Linked DNA regions of Neogale vison: region 1 is linked to region 2. The links are chromatin contacts, called in public Hi-C maps. All regions are on one chromosome and are shown on one strand. The core of a region is the stretch at or near the end of the contact, and the rest is flanking DNA. Distances in the headings are between cores, read along the strand shown.

Evidence for each region. A called contact is a pair of places that touch in the nucleus more often than the background predicts.
Region 1: a contact with region 2 is called in a Hi-C map of fibroblasts, with 2.8 times the contacts expected there. The contact joins the promoter of NARS1 here to the promoter of ATP8B1 in region 2. A contact is called at or near these places in 2 of 3 Hi-C or Micro-C datasets (fibroblasts and muscle).

The regions. Positions count from the first base shown.
Region 1 is chr3:141,267,901-141,271,831 of ASM_NN_V1, reverse strand. NARS1 (asparagine--tRNA ligase, cytoplasmic) reads right to left here and starts at 2,363. Exons shown (of 15, transcript XM_044242900.1): 1 at 2,225-2,363; 2 at 1,072-1,151. The coding sequence starts at 2,267.
Region 2 is chr3:141,130,077-141,133,974 of ASM_NN_V1, reverse strand. ATP8B1 (phospholipid-transporting ATPase IC) reads right to left here and starts at 2,271. Exons shown (of 28, transcript XM_044242898.1): 1 at 2,182-2,271.

The sequences.
Region 1 (3,931 bases), core at 1,114-3,613, 140 kb before region 2:
CTCCCTCTGACCCTCCCCCCCCCCACACACTCTCTCTCACTCATTCTCTCTCTCTCAAATAAATAAATAAAATCTTTTAAAAAAAAATTACACTTGGTAGAGATGTTTGTAAATCACTAAGAATTTGCTACCTGAAACTCTCTACTGATCCCTTTTTTTAATCACCGAAATTAAGAGTTAGAAGCCAAACTGGAATTCCCCAAATGAGAACAGCACACTTTGCTCATAGTGACATTTTGCAAACATTCTCCTAAATGTCAGTTTTGGGGAGCCATAGGAATCACCTCAACAACTGGAAATGAGAGAAAGATTTCCTTCCAAAAATTGAAAAGCAAGACTCAGCTTCCCCAAGTCCCACTAAGTTCATGCTCAGATTTCTTCTTTTTTAAAAAAGATTTTATTTACTTATTTGACAGAGAGAGAGAGAGAAAGCGAGAGCAAGCACAAGCAGAGAAGTGGCAGGCAGAGGGAGAGGGAGAAGCAGGCTCCCCACTGGGTAGACAGCCTTAAACACAGGGGAGGGGACAGGACTGGATCCCAGGACCCTGGGATCATGACCTAAGCTGAAGGCAGACACTTAACCAAGTGAGCCAGCCAGGTGCTCCTACCCAGATTTCTTCTAAATGGACTCCTAAGAGGCCTCTTGGTGAATTTACCACTAGAATCCAGATGTGATCCTGAGCCTTGAGACTCAGAGACTTAACTGATATCCGTACACTACGAACGGACTCATTTCTCGGAGCACACACTCAGTAACTCATGAGTCTGGGATGCTAATTTACTAATGTACTATTACTTCTCAGGATCTAAAATCCTCAAGTGAATTTAGCATATTCTCTCAGCAGGATACGGAAAAAAAGAAGACATATGTTAAAAATGTTCAAATATAAGTTTAGACTTATTCACCCAATACTCTTAAAGCTACACAGCTGTATACATTCCTCGTTTTCTCTTTTCTGAAAATTCTCTCCAAAATCTGGTGCCTGAGATACAATTATTGGCAAGTCAGATATTAACAAGACACTAGTCATTAATAAATGTAGTCATTTTCTCAATGAGAAGAAATACTACCTTTAAGCCCGTTTTAAAAGGTTTCTCCTTGGTTCCATCACCTGTAGCATCATTTCCCTCTCGATCGGAGACATAGAGCTCTGCTGTTTTACAAAAGGAGAATGAGTTATTCATTTGGCCGGTAATTATTAGTCATTTCATACTGTAATGACTTCATGCATTCTTTATCTTTGTAAACAGAACAAGCATCTGATTAGTAAAAATTACCACGGGCCAAAAGAAATTATATCATGATTCTTTCCCACGCCTCTAATTCAGTGACATCTATCCCATAAAAACATACTAGCTACAAATCTGGCTTTTCAAAATGAACTTTGATGATTTTAATTTGTGATACTGCTTCTAGCTCCTTGATGAAGGCTTTGAAGTTGGCCAGCCCAGACTCGAATGTTGGATGTTGTACCTTAAAAGCCAGGGTGACTCCGGGGAATTCACTTAACCCATCTGAGCTTATTTGTCTAGGAAATGAGGGGGAAAAACAATACTCATCTTGAAGGTCTGTAGGGAGGACGTAATGAAGTAACACGTATCAATCAGCTATCCCAGTGAGAGTGCACCGATGTCAAATAAATACCACTTCCTTCTGATCTTTAAAGGAAATGAAGCTCTGAGCTTAACGAATTGCACAAGACCTTACAACTAATTAAGTGTGAACACCAGCATCAACCCTGGTCCCGTTTTTCCTTTTTCTATTGCACCACACGGTCTCCCTGCAAATCTCAATATAAATGAGGATGTGTGAAAGCGAATTAGAATTCAAGAGTCCCTTCCGGACGATCACTTCGAAGAGCTTACATATTTGGGGGGTACTTCGGGCGTCTTATAGTGCCTCGCGGTGGCTAAGTCTCAGCCGAATCACCAGACTGTTTGCAGGGGGGCAGGGCGAGGAGTGGCCGCCATCCCAGTCGCCGGACAGGGTAGGGGTGCCCGAGGGGGCCTCGAGGGGGGACCGGCCCCGCCCAGAGAGTCGCGGCCCAGCCGGGGTCCAGGCTCCTCCCTCCCCCACCCAACCCTCCCCCCACCTCCAATCTTTCCTGTACAAATATCAGTGGACCGCCCACTCGAAGCCAGGCCATCTGCCGCAGCTCGGTTCCTGGCCCACGTAGGGTTCCCGCTCCACTTACACAGTCCGGGACCCCCGAGCTTCACTCACCTAGTACCATCCCGGCGGTCGGCCCGGTCACCTCCAAGGACATCGTCTCCAACACTCTGCCACCTTGTCACCACCCCAACGTGCACCGGCGGCTTCCTCGACTAGGACGTTGCATCAGAACGTCATGCATAGGTCGCCCCAGTGAGTCACCCGAGCGTCGCGGCGCCATTGGTTACAGGAGGATAGGGTAAGTGGGCGGGTGTTGCTGCTGCCGCCATCTTTGAGCCGGGCAGAGGCAACTTCCGGGTCCGCCGCTCGGGTCCGCCGCTCGGTCCCGGCGCGCTCGGGCTCTCCGGGGCCCGGCGACCCCGGACTCCCTGGACGCCTAGACCCACTGGGGGCAGCCGTCTTCTCTGCCTTCGGTCCCCATCTTCCTACTTTTCCTACTGAATTGTCCAGTTTCTCCCCCAGCTGTAGGTGCGCTGGGGCCCTTTTGGAAACTAGAACAATTTCGTTCCTTAGCCCCAAATGTTGGAATGCTTGTGGACTTAATGTCATCATCAAGTGTATTGAGCACCGGCCATGAGGAGGGGTGCGAGCCGGTGTTAGGGGCGTGAAAGTAGTCCTACCTCACGTGCATTGCCTGTTGTGAAATATCAAGGCCATTTAATTTTGCAATCTAAGTGCATGGACATGTAGTACTTCTGTATTTATGATTCGGATTATTGATACTTTTATTTAAAGTTATAAGGATCGCTATTAGGAAGGCTGTAATAATGTTGTGGGAAAAACTAGGGCTTCAAACCCGCTTGGAACTCTGGTTCTGTCTTTTACTTACTGTGCTTTGGGAAGAAGTTCCCAACCTAAGCTAATTTCCCTGTTTGTGAAGGATAGTGTAAATTCACTGCCCAGCACATAATAGATGCTAAATAAAGGGTAGCTAAAATTATCATTCTTTGTTGAGTGAAATACAAGAGTTTATCTTTGAGTGGAAGAAAAACTTATTTGCATTAGGAGAGAAACTAAAAATAACTCCAAACATAAGTTAAGACTCTGGAGAATAGGAACCAAATACTTCTCTTCAGGAGTATTTCATCCAATTTCATGGACTTCCCGTTTTCCCTCTTTGCTAACTTTTTGTGTTTGCCCACACATATAATCGTTATCTGTTGCTGCAAAGCAAATTATCCCAAACTTTGGAGCTTAAGACAATGAACATTGATTACTTCACACAGTTTCTGAAAGTGACGAATCCAGGGGTGGCTTCATTGGGGATTGGGTCTCAGAGTCTCCTGAATCAAGTTGGCCGGGGCCACAGTCTTCTGAAGCTTGGCTAGGTGAGAATCTGCTACCAGGCTCACTCACAGGACTGCTGGCAGAAGGCCTAGGTTCTTTGCGGAATGGGCTCCCCATAGTGCTTCTAATGACAGGACAGCTGACATTTCCAAAAGCAAGTGATCAGAGAGAGAGAAAGCTGTATTAGTTACCTATTGCTGTATAATAAATCACCCCAAACTTCAAACAACATTTGGCTTTTCGCGTTGTCTGTGGACCAGGAACTTGGGCCTCTCAAAAGGCGACAATCCAGGTGTGGGCTGGAACTGCAGGCCTCATATTTTAAGACTCTGAAGTCTCACCTGGGATGCATCCTCTACCACGCTCACTCAGCTGAGTGTTGGGCTCAGTTCTTTGACACGGGGGCCTCGCCATCAGGCAGCGAGCGTCATCAGAGCGGGCAAACAAGACGGAAGCCACAGTCATTTGTAA
Region 2 (3,898 bases), core at 1,022-3,521:
GTCCTAGGATGGAGCCCCACAGGGCTCCCTGCTCAGTGGGGAGCCTGCTTCTCCCACTCCCTCTGCCTGTTGCTCCCCCTGCTTGTACTCTCTATCGCTCTCAAATAAAATCTTCCAAAAAAAAAAAAAAACTTTTTTAAAAAATAAAGTCTCAATTTAAAAAAAATTTTTTAAGATTTTATTTATTTATCTGACAGAGAGATTACAAGCAGGCAGAGAGGCAGGCAGAGAGAGAGAGAGGGAAGCAGGCTCCCTGCTGAGCAGAAAGCCTAATGTGGGCTCCATCCCAGGACCCCGAGATCACAACCTGAGCGGAGGCAGAGGATTAACCCATTGAGCCACCCAGGGGCCCCTTAAAAACAAAATTAAAGAGAAAAAAATCGCCTAGGTCCATCACTACCAAGAACCAGTGCACCCTGGCATGCATTTTCCTTAAAAGCCAGGAGGAAAGCTTGAAAACAGCCAGAGCTGCTCTCACAGAGATGGCCATGTAGTTTCACCGGGATCAAGCCGCAAGAGCCTTATTTGGCCCTCCCTAACAGGAATCACCAAAGCACAGTCACCAGCAAGCGACCAAAGAAGAAAGTGGTTAAGGTTTCTTACCTAAAATTACAACAAGGAAGCCTCCAGCACATAATGAAAGTCATTAAGAAAATTCTGAGAGTAATTGCAGGCGGACTTCTCCCCCAGAAAGGAACCAGCTAATAAGCATTCATTATCTTTGGCACGGTGAAAGTGCCAGAAAGCCTTCCCCAACAGGCCCACATTAACGAATGGCATTTTAGGTCTAACACCAAAGTGCTCTGGAGACCGTGAAAATTCACATTTTGTGCTTTCTCTTTTTTATACACTCTAGCATTCACCATCCCTGGAGATTTTATCACACATTTTCAGTTTTTGTTCCTAAAAGCAGTCAACCTTCGCCCATAGCGTACTGCGCGCCTGGCGATGTCCAGGCTCGTCGCCCGTGCTGTCTCCTGCAATGCTCAAGGAGTCGAGGCAGAAATCTGAAGGCAACGCAACCAGGAAGATGGGAGAGAATCTTTTCTCACGCCAACGGGGCGGGCAGTTTCCGGGAAAGGAGCCCGGCGGCGGCGGGCGCTGAACGAGGACTGGGACTCGGCCGGGGGGCACCGCGGGCAGGCGGGAGGGGTCAGGTGGGATTGGGCGGCACTCGCGAGGCGGAAATGCCGCCCAGGAGCCCCAGACCCGCGCGTGTCAACTCCCCTCCCGCGTTCCGCATCCCCTCCGCCCTCTCGTCCTCCCCCTACATCTGTGGCCAATCCGCCTCCCCAGCCGCGTTCCGGGACCCTACGCGCACAACCCCCCGGAGAAGCGGGGCGGACAACTGAAGGCTCTTCTCTCCCTGGGGGGTGTGTGGGGAAGCGGAGGGTTGAAACACTCGCCATTCCCTGCCACCTCCGCGGCGACAAGCTGCCGCCCCGCACGCACAGCCGCGAAGTGACAGCGCCGGGCATCACACTGGGGAGGGAAGGAGATGGCCTGTGGCGGTGCCACCGGAGTTGGCTGAGACGACCCTACTATCACCGGGAAAAGTGTCCCTCTTCCCCATCACCTCCCGACCTGCGTTAAAGCTCACGAAAGATGCCAGGAGCGTACCTGGCCCTGCAGCAGGCGCCCTCCATCCCTCCCCGCAGGTGCGCCTGGTACATGAGGTCCTAAGGTCTTTTTCAGACACGTTGGCATCGGCTCCCAAAGGGGGCCCCAACAGAACTTGGCCACGGGAGACTTCCAGAGGCGCGGCAGACACGGCAGGAAACCAGCGGCTCTCCCCTCAAGGGAGAGCCTTGAGGCTCTGCAAAGCCTGCCTGGCTCGCCCCTTAAAGCTTAACCCCAGACATGTGCGTGGCAAACCCAAACAACCCAAACGCCACCTGCGAGTTCCCTCTCCTCCCGGCAGGTGAAACCTCCTGGACGTCTCCTGGGAGCTGCCCGTCCGGCCAGCTGTGCCTCTCCATCCCCGAGGCCGCCAAGTTTCCTACAGCCCCCACCTGAATCCCACCCCTGTGGGCTCCGGAGCCGGAGGGCGCGGACAGCTGGGGCCACCGCATCCCGGATCCCGGGAGTCCGCCAGCTCCGGGGCGGCCAGAGGACCTGTGGGACACCGCGGGATCCCCCGGGTGGGGAACTTTGGGGGCTCCGCGCCGCTCCCCTCCTTACCTGGCGCTCTCTGGCCCCGGCTGGGACATCCGCCGGGGGCGCGCCCCTCCGCGCGCTCGCTGCGCACCTGGCCGCCGCAGCCACCGCCACCGCCACCGCCTGGCTCCAGCCCCGGCGGCCGCGCTAGCGCTTCATGGCGCACGGGGGCTGGCTCTGGGCCCCGAGAAGCGTGTCCAGTTGGCGGCGGCTCCTCTGGCTCTAGCCTCTCCCCAGTGGCTCCCCCGCCTTCTCCCGCCCCGCGTCCGTGCGCCCGTCCTCAGCGGCCGCCCTTTTCCCTCCGCACCCCCGGACCGGCCAAACTGGTTTCTCCGCTCTGGGGTGGTGTCTCCAGTCTCTCTCCGCCAGCCGCGGCGGGGCTGGGGCTGGGGGCGGGCCCGGCCGTCCGCCCTCCCTTTGTCCCTCCCGGGGGCGGAGAGGGGCTGGACGGGGAGCCCCTGGGGCGGGTACACCAGGCCCAGATCCTGCCTGGCGCCCTCCGTGCGCGCTGGCGGCAGGTGGGCACCCCGGCCGTCCCCGGAGCGCGTCGCCGGCCTCGCCCGACCCGCGACCTGGCAGCTGCTGTCGCTGTCGGCTTCTCCGGCGCCCCCGCCTCCCTGGGGGCCGCGCTCGCCACCCCGCCCCACCAGCCTCGCGTCATTTTCCCGCCGCCCTCCGCCAGCCTGGCCGCCACCCGGGGTCGGTGACCGCGCCAGCCCGGAAAGCTGGCCGGGCCGCGGCCTGCCTGGGACCTGACCTCCCTCGGTAAGGGGAGCCGTACACTCTCGACGCCAAGTCACGTTCCAGGACCGGTCACCCAGCGCGCGTCGCGGTTCACCGCGCGGAGGGTGGGGAAAGGGACCACACCGAAAGACCTGGAGAAACTTATTCTGGGGTGGCAGCAAGCAGGCCTTCTGCGGGGACCGACCTCCTGCGCCCTTAGGGGGTTGGGGTCTAAGCAGCCGAAATGGCACGCCGTAGCTGGAAATTTGGGACTCCGGGCTGGTGTCTGGGTTTGTGAATCTTGCCTCCTCAACAGTGTGTGTACCGCACACTGGAAACTCGGTTCAGCAGAAGTTTACTGCTCATCCACAATGGAAGAGTCTCTAAAGGGAATGGAGGAAAGTCAAAGATGAATTGAAGAGTTTGCTTCGGGGCGCCTGGGTGGCTCAGTCGTTAAGCCTCTGCCGTGGGTTCAGGTCAAGATCCCAGAGTCTTGGGATCGAGTCCCGCATCAGGAATCCTGCTTCTCCCTCTGCCCCTCGCCCCGATTGTGTACCCTTTCTCACTGTGTCTCTGTCAAATAAATAAAATCGTCAAAAAAAAAAAAAAAGTTTGCCTAAGGTGTAGTAAGGAAAATAGAATTTGCAGATAAATATCTAGTTACCTGCAGATCAGGGTTTCAGGTCCTGGGCCTGAGAGTTCGGACGCCCACCTGGGGGCTTAAGGAAGCCTTTTCTGAGGAGGCCACGCTGCATTTGGGGCTGGGAGAGCCTACACTTTCAGGGATCAGAGTTGGGTGGAGAGGATATTCAAAGAATAGCCCCACTATTCTTCCTCCACATATGTGAAAGATTCCACTGGTATCGTTAAACCCTAAACTGCCCTGAGTTTCTTTTCCATTAGACACTCTTGATTTTTTTATTTTTAAGTAATCTCTATGCCCAACGTGAGGCTTGAATTTACGACCCCAAGATCAAGAGTCACATGCCCCTCTCTGTTCAGCAGCGAGCCTGCTTCC